2 separate regions of the Gossypium hirsutum genome follow, and region 1 is linked to region 2. The links are chromatin contacts, called in public Hi-C maps. All regions are on one chromosome and are shown on one strand. Each heading gives the region's core, a stretch centred on a gene start, on an enhancer-like site or on the middle of the called end of the contact. The rest is flanking DNA. Distances are from core to core; before and after follow the strand shown. Region 1 overlaps LOC107886611. Region 2 holds the start of LOC121203024 (U4/U6 small nuclear ribonucleoprotein Prp31 homolog).

Evidence for each region. Hi-C and Micro-C count contacts between places; a contact is called where the count stands out from the background.
Region 1: a contact with region 2 is called in a Hi-C map of leaf, with 2.9 times the contacts expected there. The contact joins the enhancer-like site here to the promoter of LOC121203024 in region 2. A contact is called at or near these places in 5 of 34 Hi-C or Micro-C datasets (all in leaf).

Annotation. Positions count from the first base shown.
Region 1 is chrA03:99,611,957-99,618,896 of Gossypium_hirsutum_v2.1, forward strand. LOC107886611 reads right to left here. Exons shown (of 3, transcript XM_016810636.2): 3 at 4,329-6,940. Among protein-coding and RNA genes, the nearest start is that of LOC107886611, 7.2 kb to the right of the region's middle. Within about 2 kb of position 3,390, at least 9 of the 9 cell types and tissues checked have an H3K27ac peak or open chromatin away from gene starts, as enhancers often do. A contact at or near this core is called in leaf, where this site is marked.
Region 2 is chrA03:99,442,279-99,448,868 of Gossypium_hirsutum_v2.1, forward strand. It overlaps LOC121203024 (U4/U6 small nuclear ribonucleoprotein Prp31 homolog), which reads right to left and starts at 2,614. Exons shown (of 7, transcript XM_041099860.1): 1 at 2,332-2,614; 2 at 2,148-2,213; 3 at 1,016-2,046; 4 at 829-899; 5 at 435-537; 6 at 233-308. The coding sequence starts at 2,334.

The sequences.
Region 1 (6,940 bases), core at 2,140-4,639, 170 kb after region 2:
CTGTTCTTTTCTTTGAATACGTGCTTCATCACTTTCTGACTACTAATATGACTGATGAAATTTCTAGTTTTCCAGCATCGATGCGCTAAACTCATTGGCTGAGGTATGTGTCAATTACACCTAATTATGGTTGGGTCAAGTCGATGAAAAATATTAAGGTTTTTTTAGGTTCGTGTTCGGTCCGACTCGATAAATAAGTTTAAAATTTTGATTAAATCTGATCTTAAATTAAAATTGTCAAATTCGAATCTGACTCGACCTGTTCATATTAAATATTTTTAGATTATTTTTATATAAAAAAACTAAAAAAAAAGTAATTCTATCCAAGCAACGAAACAACAGTAAAACAGTTGATTTAGGCTGGCTGGGTCGACCCAAGTTAAAAAATTCTACTCAAGGCCCAGCTCATTTAGAAAGAATGTCTTATTATTTTTCCAATCTCATTTTTCGGACATATATTTTTATCTAAATCCTCTCACTTTTAAAACAAACTTTTAAACTTGAATAGTCCATAATAGCTCTACTTTCAATGAACCGATGATCCATTCCCTTCTGGATTTCCGATGAGACTTCCAGCTCCTATCTTGCTCATGTTGCTTTTGGAAGATTCTTCCCAATTCAATTTTAACCAATCAAATGCAGGTGTTGTCCATGTAACTCCCACTATTGAAGGTGTTGGCACACTCATCAGCTTTTTCCATTGTTGTTTTTGGATTCTTATCACTTGATTGGATTTCCTTAAATACCAGAGGATTTATTGTCAACCAAAATTCACTAAGCATGAAGGAGAAAACAAAGTTCCAAGGAGTCATGTGCTGCCGGAACCATATTTTCGAGTTGGCATTCACGTCGAGCCATTCTTTCCGATCCTGATTTGAATGAATAGCAATTTAATTGCATCCTTAACTTTTCCATGTCAGCAAGTTAATGACATTGTTAACTTTCTTTTTTTGTCCATGACCAGTTTGACAAACAACAATAATTCGAGAGCTTAATAAAGTGCAAAAGATAAATAAAAAAAAAGGAAAAAGCTAAAAAAAATAGTTCAAGACCATATTTTCAATGTTTAAACTTAGCTCTATCTAAATTTTTACTGATTTACTTCAAAATAAATTTAATTTTACAGTAGAAAAACTAGTCCCCGCTTTAGCTTATACTATATAGATTCACAATTAAAAAAAATTTATAGCATATATAAGTAAAGATGTAATTTTAAATCAAAATAAATTATAGCATGAGTGAAATTTTTGAAAATTCATTTTTAAATTAAATTTAACATGTAATTTTAAGATTTATCTTTAATTTATATATTTTTATTTTATAATTATTTTTAGGATAAATTATTTGATTAATCATTCAATTTTTTAGAATATTTTCATTTTGATCATTTAAATAAAAAATTTACAATTTAATACCACAGTTGGTTGCATATGCCACGTGATTTTTATTTTTTTACCATTTTTGGCCCAGCACTGTTCATCATCTTTTTCTTCCTTAATTCAATTTTTTTCCCCTAGATTGACAATGCCAAGAGTGACACCCCTTTCTCTTACCTTCCTCATGCAGCGTGTACGAGACTGAGAGTGAGGGCCAGTTCTGCATTGCTTTTCAAAAGCACTTTTGGCTCCAGAAGCACTTCTGGAAGAAAAGCTGTGCAGAACAAGTTACTTTTGGCTGAAATTTTTAGCTTTTCAGAAGTGTTTTTGAAAAGTACTTCTGAGAAGGAGAAACTAAAATTTTTAGCTTTCCCTCTCCCAAAAGCACTTTTAGTGCTTAATTACTTTTTCACCCCTCCAATAACATATTACTTTTCCTTTTTTTTCTTGGTACTTAATTACAAATGTATTAAAATTATTAATTAAAAATAAAAAAATATATATTTTAAAATACTAATTACAAATATTTAATAGTTATATTTAAATATTTAAAATATAATTTATATATTCTAATTAAATTTTATAAATAATTAATATTTATTGCTTAAAAATATATAATTTTATATTTTATATTAAAATATTAAGAAATTACAATAATTTTTTTTATATTCTTACTAAAATATAATAATATTAACTAATTTAAATATTATTTAAATGTATATTTGTTACTTGATAATAACATGTCTAAAATGGACATTTTATTTCTCAAAAGTACTTTTTGAGAGTAATGCTAAACACTCAAATTTTAAACTAAATTTTTCAAAAGTACTTTTCAAAAGTAATTCTAAAAAAGGATTGCCAAATTAACCCTGAATCTCAATTGGTTTCCTGATGATAAAACCATTTTAACCAGCTTCCTTATATTATGGCCTGCAATTGCCAATCCAAATATCAACATGACAATAACTAAAAAAAGAACAATTTTTTGTGCTAAGCTACAAACAAACTAACAAATCCATCGACTATTAATAGATTACATCAACTTGAACCTGTTAGGAAAAGATGAAAAAGAAATTTATTTATAAATATGAGAAGAGAAAACAATGATTTAACCTTTTGCAGCACTATTACTAATCTGAAATTTTGATTTTCTCATGCAGGAAATCCCAAGTCAATTGATGTAGCATTCACTATATGCTTTACTTGAAATCGTTTTCTTTCTCAGAAGAAGTAAACAAATAAATAACAGCATAACCAGAAATCGAATTGTATATATGCAAAAGCTTATCTGAGTAAACTTTATAACACTCTACTGTTATAGATCACTAAGAAAAAAAAAAAGCTTGTAAGTAAACTACATCAGTTATCACATATTAAATTCCTAAAAATTTAAAGCATTTCGCTTCGTTTTCACAATTTGGCAGCAAACGATGCGAAATCAAGTCCGAATCATAGTATCATACCTCGACTTAAAATTTATTATTACAAAACGATCAAAGTTGATTGGCAATGGAGATCTCGTTGACTTCATTTGCATCGAGCCAAACCTTTCATTTTCCACACTATAGAATGCTCTCTGAGAGTTGTTTTTGGAGCTTAAGCGAACTCATCTCTCCCTCCCTCCCTTTGGTGTGCACATACCTGCTGTTAGCAAAGAAAGAAAAGAAAGAAATGGCTTGGAGAGAAAAATTGATTCAGGAGGAAGAAGATGAACAGTGCTGGGTCAAAAATTAAAAAAAAATGATGACTAATCAGCTGTCCTTGGAGATTTAAGGTCTGGAGGACCAAAATGAAAGTCTTCTAATGGAGGTGAGAAAATTACAAAAAAAAAATATTTGTATGATCAAAAAAAGTACATCCTAAAAATTAGGTGACCAAATAAATAATTTACCTTTATTTGTATCATTAAAATTGTATATCGGCTCGAGCCAGGATTTGAATAGATCAAATCTACGGAACCAAGCAGATAACTCTACTTTTAGAGAGACCTAATCTATTACATTTTTTCATTTTTCTTTTTTTGCTGGGCTTGCCAGTTTGGGCCTCTTTATGGGCATGCAACCCTCATTCTTCAGTGCTTAGAAAAGACCTCATGTTTGGCTTTACAGAGTTAAAAAAGTCGTGATTGATTGATACGTTACAAAGGATTTGGAAGAATTTTAAGCATTCACACGTCATGATTATGGTAATCTAAAGGTCAAATTTTGAAGCACGCTGCTAGTCCTTATGCTTACTACTAATAATTCTATTCAAAAAATAAATAATATTTGTAGTCAGAGCTTAATGTTGCAAATCAACAATAATACTTACAAATTAATTTCATCACATACATCATACATGGTAACTCGGCTCTGTCTATGGAATTAAATCATAGGTAGAAAATAAAAGAAAATGGATGCGTGAAAGATACGATATGGAACATTCTTAGCTAAAATGGAACCCATCGAATGGGTTTTGGATAGGGACGAAATGGGGCCCGCCTTTTACATTGATCAGCCAATCCGCGGAATGCGGCGACCAGATAATATTGGGCCCCACGCATTCGGTTCGAAAATTTTAGGAGCGAGTAAGGCCCCCCCCCAAGGCAGCACTTCTACCTTTTTATTCTCACGTGGTTACCACGTGTCGCGGGGGGCTAACTAAGATAAACCCACGATCTTCCCTTATTGAGGACGACGTGGACGGATGATGAATATGGGCCCCACTTCGTGTTTAGGTCGTTTGCGAGGATACGATGGCGGGAGTGTTACACGTGTTTCCATGTCCGTACCGGGTGGTGGGTGGAAGTTGGGACGAGTCGACGGAACGCTGTGGAATTTATATAATTTTTTTTCCTTTTCTCTTAAGGAATAAAATAAGTAGTTGTTATTATTTCTTTTAAATTAACACAAGGCTCTCTGTTTAAATAAATTACGGTAATGCTACTTCTGTTTTTTTTCCATATACCTCATATTAATCCAAAACATAATTGGAGTGACAATTTTTAATATACAATAATAATTAAATTACAGATTCAATCCTAGTTTAATTGATATAGTTGTTATCCTAATTTTTTTTTGGTAAACAAAACAATCGATTACATAAAATGATTCATGAGAGAGTTATCAACAAAATTATCGTCCTGCAAAATATCTTTTATACTAGAAGGAGGAGACTCGAAGATACGCAGGGAGGAACCACTTGACAGGGATATTTTAGCCAAAGCATCAGCAACCCGATTGGTTTCTCTCGGAACATAAGTCAAGAACCAATTTTCTTCCGAAGCCAAAATTTGTTGTATCCTCTTAATAAGTGCATTATTAGAAATACCAGCCTTGCTTTCACTAATCAAGATCACATTCTCAAGATTATCTGAACGAATGATGACCTCATTATAGCCTTATTTTTGAGAGATGAGCAAACCATCCAGCAAGCCCCATAGTTCAGCAGTGGCGACAGAGCATTTCCTCAAGAAGTGAGAAAAACCAAGGATCCACTTCCCTTTATTGTTACACAGCACACCACCTGCAGCAGAAAGACCGACACAGAGTGAACAGCACCATCAGTATTAAAAACTACATACATACCTGAATTCTGGCAAACTGAGAACTGCTTCGGCTACAAATCCATTCCTTCATTAAAAGAGTAAAGAAAATGTTTTACCCAACTAAAAGAAGCACTGATAATATCCTTCGAACTCAAGCCAGCTCCTTGAAAAATAATTAAATTTCGGTTCTTCCAAATGCACCAAAGAATGATCCCAAAGAGGCAAGGCCAAGACCCATCGCTCTGCCTATTGGAAGAATAAAGTTGCAAATTCGAATTAAGCCAATCAAACACTGTAACAGAGAAAAAATTCCTAAGCTAGGAAGTAGGAATGATCTGATGCCAAATTTCCTTTGCAAATGCACAGTCTCTAAGAATATGCAAAGCATCCTCCATGGAATGACCATAAAGTTGACATGACGCGTCCTGCTCAATACCCCTTCTAACTCTCTCCGAGTTAGTTAAAAGTCTTTGTTTGAGAATTAACCAGAGGAAATGTTTCACACGATGCAACCCTGGAATTTTCCAAATCTTTTTCCATTTTGTCTCTTACGGATGCCAAGATTCCTCTTTCAAAACATGAAAGCACTCTTCACAGAGAAAACTTCAGACGTTGTTCTTGACTAAGAGAGGCAATCCGATCCAGCCTGAATCATGGGAGGAGGAATGCTAATGATGCGCTCCACTACATCTTCAAGTAACCATAATCTAAAAAGGGCAAGATTCCACACCCCATTAGGCAAAACCATCTCACTAACAGTGGTCTTAGGATCGAAAAAACCATATCCCGACACATAATTTTTGAGAGATCCTTTATCAGGAACCCAACAACCCTCCCAACAGCAAACAGACTTACCATCACCAATGGACCAAATCATAAAGCTACGCAACAGAGGCCAAGCTCTAGCACCAGCTCTCCACATATAAGAACAACTGCTCCTTATAATAGAGTCAGGCATACTCTCCTTCATTCCATACTTGCCTCTTAGAACTTGAACCCAAAGAGTTCCAATCTTAAAAATAAGATTATAACCAAGTTTCATCATAAAATCACTGTTCTGATCACTCAAACGACGAAAACCAAGGCCTCCATTATCTTTAGGCTGACAAAGGTTTTCCCATTTAACTAAAGCTATCTTCCTTTTACTTTCCGCGGCATCCCAAATGAATTGTCTTATAAGACTTTCAATAGTGTCACAGACTCCCTTAGGAACAAGGGAAGATTGCATGAAATAGCTTGGAATAGCCTACGGTGACCCTTCCAGCAAAAGAGAAGCTTTTGGCATCCCAACTCGAGAGTCTATTTCGAACTTTTTCCACTAAAAAATCCAAGATACTCTTGGTTACTCTTATATGAAAAAGAGAAACCTCGAGATAATGACCTAAGTTATTAACTTCGTGAAAACCAAGTATGTCCTTGATCTCATTTCTTGAAGATATATTAACCCCTACAGAGAATAACACATTTGTTTTCTTAGCATTAACTTTGTGACCAAAAATCTCGCAAAATTTACTAAGATACTTCGTAAGGAGACCACTGTGCATCACGTCGACTCTGCTAAAGATCACTAAATCATCAGTGAAGAACAAATGCGAAAGACTCGGTCCAGATCTTGAAAGCCGAATAGGACTTCACTCCTTTGCTAAGATGCTACCATGGAATCTATGACCCAGCCATTCTATGCATAAAACAAAGAGATATAAAGACAAAGGACACCCTTGATGAATACCTCTTACCTGCTTAAACTTCTGAGTTGGCTCACCATTCCATAGGACCTGTATAAAAGAAAGCGTGATAGCATTCATAATAACTTTAGTCAAATGAGAGGGAATACCTGCTGTAATGAGCAAAGCCTCCACAAAGTCCCATCTAACCATATCGTACGCCTTTTCCAGATCTATCTTAATAGCCATCCACTGGAGGCTCTTCTTAACTCTCATAGTGTGCAAAACTTCCTGAGCGAAAATGACATTATCAATAATGCTTCACCCAATAATGAAACCTGTTTATTCTTGGCCAATGATCTTCGAAAAGATAA
Region 2 (6,590 bases), core at 1,364-3,863:
CAGAACTCTTTCTTACAATTTAAGTCAACAATGCAAAAATGCCAACCAAAAGATATAGTAATAACCTAAACTTTACACTATTTAGACTCCTAGGTTCTAACCCTTTCTTGCACCTAATAAAGCCATGTACGCAAACTTCTCAAATCTTTCCTATGTCAAATATGTCAAAATAAAAACAACATATACTGACATCCCTTCAGCTCATGGTCAAATTAGAAGAAGCCATATATACCTGCACAGGTGTGAATGCCAAACTTGAAGTCAGCCCAGAGGTGGCACCACTGCTTCCGTAATTCTTTTCCTTGAACCTGAAGTGAAGGAAAAAGTGTATCACCCAGGAGATCAACATGCAAGGTTGAATTTGAGAGATGAACAGCAAAAATACTAAATTAAGCTAACCGATTAAGGGGAAAAAAAAGAACAGGAGAACCTACTTCTTAGCAACTTTGGCTGCAAGTTTGCTCTGACCAATTGAAACACGCAGTTTGCCACTCCCAGCCTGACCAAGCATTCCATAACCTTCACCTAGTCCATCACCTAATATCAAAAGGGAAATGAACAGTCAGAAAGCCGTGGGAAATAGGTTAAGTTCTTCTTAGTTGATAAATAGATTCTAGAAACTGCTCCATGAAAGTAACTCCTCAAGAGAATATACAGAACTAGACATTTCATTAAAGAAGGTAGTTAAGCATTATCGTATTTACATAATCAGAGGTTACAAGCCTATTGAAGACCCAAAACATGGTTTTTGAGTTCAAGCATCATTAAAGAAAAAAAAAAAGAAAAACTAAAAATGATTCTTCAGAAATTAGAAAAATCAAAGTTCACCTAAAGAGCTTTCCTCAGGTACTCCAAATTGCATCCTGTTCGCTAGCTTCCTCATATCTGTTATAGCATACCTGAAAATAACATACATAGATATAAGAAAAATGCAGAATGCACAAACAAATTGCTGGAAAAAAATTTTAAAAGAAAAAAACAAACATTTCAATGATAATCCAAATAACAGAACTACCTTTCTTTCATCTTCCTTAAGCGACGACCACCCCTCTTTTTCTTAGGTTCAGAATCAGGAACAGGAAGTGGTTTAGGCTGCTTTGCAGGAGGTGGTTCTTGCCATTTTTCAATTTTCTTATGAATTTCTTCCTTTAAGGTTTTTCCAGCATTCCCTAAAGGATCCCCTCTAGTAGAGTCTATACGTGCTGCAAGAGTTGCTTTAGAAGCCAAGAGACGACAAGCACGACTCCTCAAAGCAGGGGGTGTAGTTTGAAAAATCTCTGTCTGTTCAATATACCCAACACGAAACTGTGACGTTGCAGTGGAAAACCCTGCAAGGGTCTTTTTCTTCGCACCAAGCAGCTGAACATTACAAGCAGGCATCTTAGCTAATGCTGAAAGACCGCCAGCAGTACCCATAAGTTTAGCAGCAACAGCACTTCCAACAATAGTAGAAAGATTTGGTGCAATATATCCCATTCTACTTTCTACAAACTCAAGAACCTTCTTCTTTGCAGTATCCAGAGCCAGAGCACGATCACACGCATCAACAGTTTTCTGGAGAACATCTTCAGGAAGTGGCTTGCCACTGGTAGTTGATGCTGTAACTGAAACAACCATAATGATAGCTGAAGGCAAAAGCCCTTCCAAATCCACAAGGGTTAAATCCATCTCATTGCCAATCTTTTTCACCACACGAGCATAATCAATTGGATGATGCACAAGCGATTCAAGCTCAGGAAACTTCAATCGGTACTTATCACGTATAAAATTATGGATAATAACAATCTCATTCTCGATATCAACTGATAGTCCATTACAGTCCACAATCAGCTGATACTCAGGATCATCTTCCAGTACCATGCCCTGATTTGATATATGAGAACCCTTCTCGAGCGCATCTTCCACTTTCTGCATAATATCAATGTATCTCTGACTTTTTTGCAATTTGGAAACACTGTCCAGATCATCGTAGTTAAGCGTTTCGATATCCGCGAGGTCACCATCAATATCTTCTTCCATGTTTGCGACATCATTATTTTCTTCCTCCTGAAAGAATGATATGAACATTACGATTCAGATTAAGTATCGAATAAAAAAAAAAGAGGCTGAAACTCAAAATAGAAAAGGTAAGTATAGTTTCAACTCACCAGAACATCGGCTTCGTTGTCTGATAATTCATCAAGGTCCGCAAGGAATGAATCAGCTAAAGTTGCCTGAAAATTACAACCAAGTAAAAGAACAGACAGCTAGATGCAATTATTTTATTGAAAGAAAAGTGTTATAATTCCAGAAGAAAAAAAAAGTAGAGTAATTAGAGAAAGGAAAACTAACCATCTGACGTTTTCGCGAGGAGCCTTCTAGGGTTTAACCCAAAATCGAAGAGAATAAACGAAAACAAGTTGAAAATTAAAATTTCCTAAATAGAATAATGAAGGAACCCTAATCGGAGAAAAGAAGAGCAAATAAACGAACATTTGGGAGATAGCGAAAATAATTTATAGGGAAACTTCTTGAACATGCTATCGAGTCGGCTTTTGTATGGGCTAGACATTCTATTCCTATGTTGGCCCGAAATCATTTATGCTTTAATCCATCTTGGTAAAAATTTCATGCTCATCTATTTTTTCAAAAATTGTATATATAGATAGTATTTAAAAAGCCACCAGTAATTGGATTTGTCGGTAAGTGCGGTATGTTTTGGTGATCATCGTAGTTGTTAATTTGAGTATTTGAATTACTCTTTTTAATTCTTACATAGTGTTTGAAAAGTTGTTTAATAATTGAATTATAATTGGCGGATTTTATTGAGAATTTGGTATAATTGGAGTATTCTAATTCTTAAAGCGTGAGTGAGAATCGGAGTAATTATGCAGATAATTACACTCAATTTTAATTTTAAAAAAATATTTTGTTACAAGTTTAAGTTATAAATTTTTATATTATAAGCATGAACATATATAAGTGTTTAGGACGATTATAATCAAAGATTTATTATATTATAAATCTTAAAAATTTATATTATAACATAATTTATGTGTATTTTATAAAGTTATAATAAAAATTATATTACTTAAGTCTTAATTTTTTTAATGTTAGGACAATAAAATTTATTATAAAAAATAATCTAATGTTATATAAGTGTATATTATATTTATTTATAAAAAATTATAGTAAAAAAATGGATTTAAATTATTTATGTGTCGATGCTATATATTATAAAAATAATATGCTTATTCGTAAAAAAATGTTATAATTTTATAAAATTATGATAAAAAATTATATTATTTATAAGAAATGTTATGAAAAGTAACAGCTCAGTTTTATCTAAATCAGAACAGTGGTTTCGGAACTACAAATTCGAGGTCAAAAAATTATTTTAATATTATTTTTGGTGTTTATAGCATGTGAATATATATGTGTTAAAGTTTCGTGAAATAATTTTAGCGTTTGAATGCTTAATTTGAGAAAAAGGACTTAACTACGTAAAATGCAAAAAGTTGCATTTTATTTATTTAAGGTGTTTAATTGCTATGATTTATTAAACCAAAAGTCCTTATGATGATATTAAACCATTTAATAGTTTATGGATGATAATGGCATAGTATTTGGTGCTATTATTAATGTTTATTAAGGTTAAAATTGGTATTTAGTATTTAAATGATATATATTAATAAAACAAAGTAAAATTCATGCCTCATTATCATCTTTTTAACCGAATTTAGAAGAAGAGCAAGAAGAACTAGGGTTCTTCATTCGGCTAGGCATATTTAAGCAATCAAAGTATGGTTTTAGCTCTGTTTTTTATTATTTTTACATTTTTGAGATCGTTGTTTTGTATTCTAGCTAGCACATGCCTTAATTTTTGAAGTTGTTAATGATTTTTTGAAGTGCCATTGATGAATGCTTGAGCTTTTGAATGTTTTATGATGAAAAATGAATATTTGTTGATAATTATACAAGTTTTGTTAAGTGATTTTGAGTAAAAATGCCTATTAGGGGTTTAATTGTGAAAAGTATAAATTGAGGGGTTGAAATGTGAAAAAATGAAAGAGCTAGGCTGTTAAGGACCTATATGAAATTCTTCTAGGCTTGGGTTTAATAAAATTTGTAACACCCTTCGCCCGTATCTGACGCCAGGACAGGGTTCGAGGTGTTACCTGACTTGAACTCAATCAACTATATAAAATCGAGCCATAAAATTTTGATCAATTTAAAACTTTTCGTTTCACAAAAATTTTGTCCCTTAAACGGGCTCACGAGACCCAAAACATACATTAGAGACGATTCGGGACTAAACCGAGAACTTAAGAAAAACTTAAAAAATTCATGCTTTAAGGTTCTACACGCCCGTGTGAATATAGACCGTATAGTCACACACGCCTGCGTGACTTGAGACACGCCCGTGCCTTTATCCCATGTACAACACTGACTTTAAAACACGGCCATGACATACGCCCGTGTGCCTACCCGTGTGGACAAATACAAGGCTATTTTCCAAGCCATTTTGTCACACTCACAACACATGCGCGCATACTTATACAATAACATACAACATGGCAAAATTAGGTACTTAAACATTCCTAACATATCATGATTATGGCAATTTCACATGCAATAGATATCATAGATTTTACTCACATCTTTACCACATTCATGCTATAATCATTATAAACTCATCACGTAACACCATAGCACATACATGCATAATTAAAATGGATTTATAGCCACATAGTCAAAATAGGCCAACACATATGGTTAAAGTCATATCACATACTCTAATATTTAAACTCCTATACATGCCATAGACTCAAAGTACTTGAAATCACTACACCAATAGCGTTAGCTTGACAGTGTGATAATATCTCCGACGAACTCCAACCCGAGCAAACCTGACAACCCTAAAGAACATGGGAAAGGAAGGGAGAGTAAGCTTTACGCTTAGTAAGTTCATATGAAAACAATAAGCAACTCATTAACAAGTTTTATCAATGTTTACAACATAATCACAAATTCACTACAAGTTGTCTTCCTGAGCAACAGTCACTAAATTATTTATAACTGGAGCTACGAAACTCAAAATCAATTGCCGTTAATTTTCCCTGAAAATATACTCATATATCTTCCATCCATAAAATTTTTAGAATTTTTGGTTTGACCAATCAATACCAGATTTTTCTTAAAATTTTCCCTATTTCACCGTTTGACTAATTTGACCACTCTTCACTACGAATCAAATTTCTCATTGTACAGAATTAAAAATATGTTCTCGTTGATTTCATTTGAAACTAGACTCATTAAGGAGTCTACGCATATAAATTTTATCTTATAACCATTTTTGTACAAATTATAATGATTTTCTAAAAACAGAACAGGGGACCCTGAAATCATTTGACTCTATCCCACGCCACTTCAAATATCTCATTATCAGCAATTCTTTTGCTTACACGGTTTCTTTTATAAGAAACTAGACTCATTAAGATTTAATTATATAATTTATTCAGCTTCTAAATCAACTCCCAAAATTTATGGTGATTTTCCAAAATCACATTATTGCTGTTGTCCCAAGCAGATTTATTACAAATTTACTCTTTCACACATTCTTTGCATTCACATTATTTAAACATGTATATCACCAATCAATTTCATCACATATCTATAATTTCACTTAAGCATAATCTCAATACAATACATCATGCTCAATGATTCGCACACAACCGTTCAAATTAGCAATTATAAGATGGTTCCGCACATAGCCCACCCTTATCGATAATTTACGATGGTTTTACCCTTACTCACATATATGACATAGGCATTTTCACCTATGCTTCTCATTTCACATTCATGATTCAATTCCAATCGATCTAACATGCATAAGTATATATCACATACCTGGCCAACTTAATGTATTGAACGAATTCAATTGCCGATTTAACACAAGGTCTCATAGTCTTAGACTTTTATCAAATCACCGGCATTTAGCCTGCTAGATTTTAAACCCGAATTCATCACCGGCACGAAGCCTGCTAGACTTTAAGTCTGAACTTATTCACCGGCATTTCGCCTGCTAGGCTTGAAGCCCGATATCATTTCACCGGCATTATAGCCTGCTAGGCCCGAAGCTCGATAATATTATTCACCAGCTTAAAGCTTGCTAGGCTCAAAGCCCGAATATCACCATTATAAAGTCGTCTCATAAACAATTAATATAATATAGCATGTATACCTATTCACTTTACTCTATTTAATCATTCAATCACAATTTATAATTGCCCTTTGAATCATTCGATATTTTGCACACGAAGTGTCATTCTCAATATCTCACACACTAAGTGCCATTCTCAATATTTCGTACACTAAGTGCCATTCTCAATATTTCGTACACTGAGTACCATATTTGATTGCCCCGCACACTAAGTGTCACATTTTGTCGATATGTCGTCAGATATTAAAATATTCACGTATATACAATTTATACGATATTAAAGCATTAGAAACATAAATTTAACAATGCTTATTGCATACGAACTTACCTTGTTCGCGGTAACGATAAATTAGATCGACGAATCCGATACTTCGTTTTTCCCTCGATA